Regions from separate parts of the Oryctolagus cuniculus genome. Here region 2 is linked to region 1. The links are chromatin contacts, called in public Micro-C maps. All regions are on one chromosome and are shown on one strand. The core of a region is the stretch at or near the end of the contact, and the rest is flanking DNA. Distances in the headings are between cores, read along the strand shown.

Evidence for each region. Hi-C and Micro-C count contacts between places; a contact is called where the count stands out from the background.
Region 2: a Micro-C map of ear pinna shows a contact between it and region 1, with 5 times the contacts expected there. The contact joins the promoter of DPH5 here to the promoter of S1PR1 in region 1. A contact is called at or near these places in 2 of 6 Hi-C or Micro-C datasets (ear pinna and an unstated tissue).

The regions. Positions count from the first base shown.
Region 1 is chr7:69,073,048-69,075,897 of mOryCun1.1, forward strand. S1PR1 (sphingosine-1-phosphate receptor 1) reads right to left here and starts at 1,420. Exons shown (of 1, transcript NM_001198946.1): 1 at 272-1,420. The coding sequence starts at 1,420. The coding sequence ends at 272.
Region 2 is chr7:69,310,692-69,313,541 of mOryCun1.1, forward strand. It overlaps DPH5 (diphthamide biosynthesis 5), which reads left to right and starts at 1,353. Exons shown (of 8, transcript XM_070077978.1): 1 at 1,353-1,436; 2 at 2,233-2,381. The coding sequence starts at 2,247.

The DNA.
Region 1 (2,850 bases), core at 170-2,669:
GCAAAATCAAAGCTCCAGTGGGGAGGAAACAGACTCCAGGCCGGCCCGATCTCCACCCTTCCCAGTGCATTGTTCAGGGGAGCTACTGCTACCACAAACACGAGGCACCGCCACGATGCTGCGGTTTCCCCCCTCCTCCATCCCTCTGGCTCGCAGCAGCTCCTCCCTGGCAACAGTCGAGGCCCAGAGACGGTCCCCCTACCCCCACCCCCGACGCCGGGTGGTGGGCGACCATGTAACAGTGCTTCCCACGGGTTGGCAGCTGTCCGTTTTAGGAGGACGAGTTGACGTTGCCAGAAGACATGATGGTCTCGGGGTTGTCCCCATCGTCCTTCTGGGGGTGGGAGGAGTTGTCCGATTTACTGCGACTGAATTCCACGCCCGCGATGATGGGGCGCTTGAACTTGCCGGCCGAGTCTCCGCTGGGACACTTGCAGCAGGACATGATCCGGATGAAGGCCCGGCGCATCTCCTTGTTGGTCAGCGTGTAAATGATGGGGTTGGTGCCGGAGTTGAGCACAGCCAGCACCAGGAAGTACTCCGCTTTGAAGAGGATGTCGCAGGTCTTCACCTTGCAGCCCACGTCCAGCAGAAGCAGGATGAAGAGCGGGGCCCAGCAGGCGATGAAGACGCTCAGGACGATGATGACGGTCTTGAGCAGCGCCAGCGACTTCTCCGAGCTGCGGCTGGCCTTGGAAATGTTCTTGCGGAAGGTCAGCCGGCGGCTCCGAGTCCTGACCAGGGAGTAGATCCTGCAGTACAGGATGACGATGGAGAGCAGGAGCAGGGTGAAGACGGTGGTGCAGAAGAGGATATAGTGCTTGTGGTAGAGCGGCAACACGGTGGAGCAGCTGGACAGCGTGCTGATGCAGTTCCAGCCCATGATGGGCAGGCCACCCAGGATGAGCGAGATGACCCAGCAGGCGCTGATGAGCAGGAAGGAGCGGAAGCTGTTGCTGCCATTGTGCAGCTTCATCTTCAGCATGGTGATGTAGCGCTCGATGGCGATGGCCAGCAGGCTGAACACCGACGCAGAGAGCGCCACAAACATACTCCCTTCCCGCAGGAACCACTGCGCCGGCGTCAGCTTGTAGGTGGTGGCCCCCGACAAGAGCAGGTTGGCGGTGTAGGCCACTCCCGCCAACAGGTCTGAGAGGGCCAGGTTGCCAATAAAGTAGTACATGGGGCGGTGGAATTTCTTGGTTTTCCAAATGGTCAGCAAGACAAAGATGTTCTCCAGGATGATGAAGCAGCAGATGAGAATGAAAACCACCGAAGTCAGCTTAATGCCATTCTCCTTGTCCGCGCTGATGTTCAGCTTCCCCGTGTAATTGTAATGCCGCACGATGATATCGTAGTTGACATAGTCGGAGACCGAGTTGCGGAGGGCCTTGACCAGCGGGATGTTGGTGGGCCCCATGGTACCCGCTCTGTCTCCGCGCCACGAACCCGGGGAGCTCTTCTCCGGACGAGCGCTAGAGGGCGAGGCTGAGGCACGAGCTGTCACCCGCTGCCGGGGAGGTTCAGGGAGCAATCCAGGCTTTTTTGTGCAGCCTTGCCTTGCCTGGGGAGAGCCTCAGAAACCGCAGCCTGAAACAAGTCACAAAGAGGAAGGAGTCAGGCAGAAAGCCACAGCACACTGGTATAATTCATTCTGGCCAAGGCACTGCTCCAGTTTTGTTCTTGTTGATTTGGTTTAGGGAAACGTAGGGAGGGGAACTTTTTTGTTAAATAAATTTCTTGCAAAAAGGGGGGTGGGGCCGTTGGGGGTAGGGGCGAGGGGAAACAGAGGAAGAAAGCCCAAACATTTACCCAAGCTGAAAATTCCAAACAGAAGAGACGAAAACTCTCTCCCTATTGTCACAGCCGCTCAAATGGAAATGGGAAACCTGGGGTGCATGGCGGAAGGAGTAGGGGTGGGGAGGCGCCCCATTCGGACTCCACTCTCGCCTGCTCGCCCCACCCTCGACGCCCTGATTTCCATTCGGGAGATTCTCCGAAGCCGCCACCAGCTCAGCTGTGCGCTCACCACCAGCTCACGGCCTCTCCTCGGAAGACACTTAACCGCCAGCCACAGGGTGGAGACGCACACCTCTTCCCTTGCCCCACTTTACCCCCCACCCACGCCAAGCTCAAGGACGCAAGCACCACCTCCTAATTGCCATGCAAGAAATTAGATTTGCACGAAAATCATTTGACAGCGCAAGTCATTTTTTGGACTCTATTAATAACTCTCTAGGAGCAGGTGTGCTTAGGGTCGGAGGGCGCAGCGAGGTGTGGGCAGGCGGGTCCGCCCCATCTTGCGGTAAACAGGAAAGCTTAGCGCCTCCGTGAAGCAACTGCCTTTTCTACCTTCTTCTTTTTTTTCCCGCAAGTCAGTGCAAGTAAATTTAAAGGCGCTCAGTGCAAACCATTCATAAGAGATTGCAGCAAATCTCATAAGTTTTGCACATCGGTTGATTGCATAAATATTTTAGGGTTAGTATCACACGAGAGAGAGAAACAGAGGGGAGAGAGGGAGGGAGAGAGAGAGAGAGAGAAAGTTACAGGGCTAAAGATAACAACAGTTCATGCCACCGCATTCCTAATCTCCAATGCAAAAGCGCTCTCCAAAAAGGCGCCCACACAGACGTCTAGGGCATTGCTAAACTCGCCGGCGCAGCCTCATTTACGGCTGCCCTCCAACGCTCTGCCTCCTTTAAACACCCAGAAACTGAAGGGAATGACGCCCAGCAGCAATCTGCAAAAGTCTCTTTCAAGTTGGTTAAAAGTTTCAAGGTAAGGTTGCAAAGAAAAAGTGCAGTAAAGGCGGCGGGAGCGAAGCAGGCAGAGCTAGCTCGCGCCCAGAGG
Region 2 (2,850 bases), core at 103-2,602, 240 kb after region 1:
AGGAGACCCAGATGGAGCTCTGGGCTTCTGGCTTTGACCTGGCCTAGTTCTAACCATCACAACCATTTGAGGAGTGAACCAGTAGGTAGAAGATCTCTTTCTCCTTGTCTCTCCCTAATTCTGCCTGTCAAAAAATAATCTTAAAAGATAGAAAGAGAGGTGGGAGAGAGAGACAGAGAGAAACCCTTACATATCGTGTCTTGGCTAGAACTCCCTGACCCTTCAGAGCTGGAAGAAATGTGAGGGAAATATGACACGACAGGATTAGGACCTGAACTAAGACACTGATAATCTGGGTATGGGGGTGACTCCCAAGTGTTTGCCTTGGGTGAACTATACAAGCCACACCCCTAACCCAAAGTAGCTAATACAGAAAAAAAATAAAAAGCCAAGTAAAAAATATGATGATGGATTCAGCCTTGGATGTGTCAAACTTGATATGACTCTGGGTTATCTAGGTGATTTCCAGCTGCACATAAACATACAAGACTGAGGGGAAGAGGTCTGAATGGGAAGTGCAAATTTGGGGCAGCAAAATATCAGAGCTATCTGGAATTACGCGAGTGGACAGCCAATTTTTCTTGGGTTTTGTTTTCATTTTGATCATTTCAACAGGTGGCAGAGATAGTTCATTGTGGTTTAAATTTTTTATCCCTTAATGTTAAATCATACCTAGCATCTTTTTAAATGCTTAGTTGCTATTTGTGCATCTTCATTGGTGAAAATTTATTTAAATGCTTTGCCCATTTTTTAAAAAAAGTGCTGTTCTATTATTATTGCATTTTAAGTATTCAGCTATGCATTTCAAGTACTTTCTCTTAGTGTTATGCTTCATAGGGTCTTTCGAAGAGCTTAAATTTTTATTATCTTGAAATCTAATTTATTAATTTTTTTTCTACTGTGTGCTTCCAGTAACTTACTTCAGAAATATTTACCTGAATAAGGCCACAAACGGGTTTCTGCCAGTATAGTTTTAGGTTTTCTATTTATGTCTATGATCCACTTTGAGATGTGTTGTGCTTGAAGTTCTGTTTTGTTTTTTGCACACATGCTGTGAAGCATAGAAAGTATAATATCAGACAGAAGCAGGCAAGGAGAACGTACAGAATGAGAAGTGAAAAGGGTGGGCGAAACCAGAGAAAAAGAAAAATGTCAAAGCTTAATCAAGCAGTTTTGCAAGCGCTGAAGCCTTGTCAGAGGAACACCAGGCAAGTTCTGAATCGTCACCTCTGTGTACTCACAAGTAGTGGAAATGATCAACTCGGATGAGGTCACCAGTGACCTTAGGGCCATTTCGTGAAACAAACCTTCACGATATGGGAACTACAATCGAACCACTCACTTTAAAAACAACTGCCCCCGAAGAGACAACTTGGGGCGACGGGTGAAATCCCTGAGCGCTCTTAAAGGTCACTTATCTAGCGTTCGCACTGACGGTATGGGATTCTCGATACACCACTGAGGTGGATCCTTGGGGGCATTCCGGCCCTAGGTCTTGGGGAGAAACCCAAGCAGTCACCGTCCCGCTGGGAAATCAGAACCGCATTCACTGCCGGGTCAGCCAATCCGACGCCTCCGTCCAAATGAGAAGGCGAGGATTAAAATCTGTGCTCTAGGGAAAACCCGGGGCAAATCAGGGAAATCTCTTCTACAGCCCAGCCGCTTTCGTGTGTCTGCTAGAGCGCAGGCTCCCGGCACGGGGTCCCCACTCACCGTCCCCGACGCAAAGCAATACTGCACTTACCCAGGACCAGAACAGGGATGTTCAAGCCACTGGCTAGAGGAGTGGGAGCACATCCGGCCCTTTCCCAGAGGCCGTGCTGGGGGACCAACCGCTCTCATCCCCTCCCCAGCAGCCGGCGGGGCATTGGTAGCCGAGCCGGGCTGCGGAACACCCGCCCAGAGCCCCGCTCGCTCGGCCGTCCTCCAACTGGTCGTAAAGTGTGGTAAAGGCGCCGGCGCTTTGCGGCACCGTAGGTGAGGCCGGCGGCGTGGGTCTTCTCTCTACGGATCTGTGGCTTCGGCGGCTGCTGGTGCGAAGCGGCTGCAGTTAAAGCTTTGGGAAGACAGGGAACCGGCGAAGGTTGTTTCAGCGGGTATTTGGCTGCTCGTAGGGTTGTTTACAACACTTGTTCCAAACCGCTCTCGTGACCTGCCACTTCTCTTGTGCCCCTTTGGTTTCCATCCCTCGGTATAGCTGACGTTGTTTTTCTTGTTCACTTCATCTTACAGTTTTGGAGTTCGAAATGCTTTACCTGATCGGCTTGGGGCTGGGAGATGCCAAGGACATTACAGTCAAAGGCCTGGAAGTTGTAAGACGCTGCAGCCGAGTGTATCTGGAAGGCTACACCTCAGTCCTGACTGTAGGGAAGGAAGCCCTGGTAGGTGATCAAGGTTCCCCAGCTTTCTGGGGAGAAAGCTAGCTAAGCACACGTTAAGCCAAACAAAATGTTCCGATCTGCTTGCTTAGACCCTTCGAAACACACTCCCCTTGCATTAAGGATCTGAGGAGTAGGAGAAGGGCAGCCATACACCCAAACTAGTGACTTGGAAAATTAAAGGGTGGTCTTTGTTCTGCTTTACAAGTCTAATTACGTGGCTTCCTCGAGTGAATGGGAAAGGAAAGTTATTTTACACTCCTGGGGATAGTTATCACAATCCCTTATTTCATGAGATGGCCAAGAAATCCTTTCTGAGTTGAGAGCTAATGAGGTGCGGACACAGCCTTAATGAGTTGGTTATGTATTCAGAACCCAAGCTGAAAGCTTTGCCCTTTGAAGTATTTCCCTGGGGAATGATGATTGCCTCCATCATATCCAGAGAGATCTTACTGTTAAATAGACCTCTTCC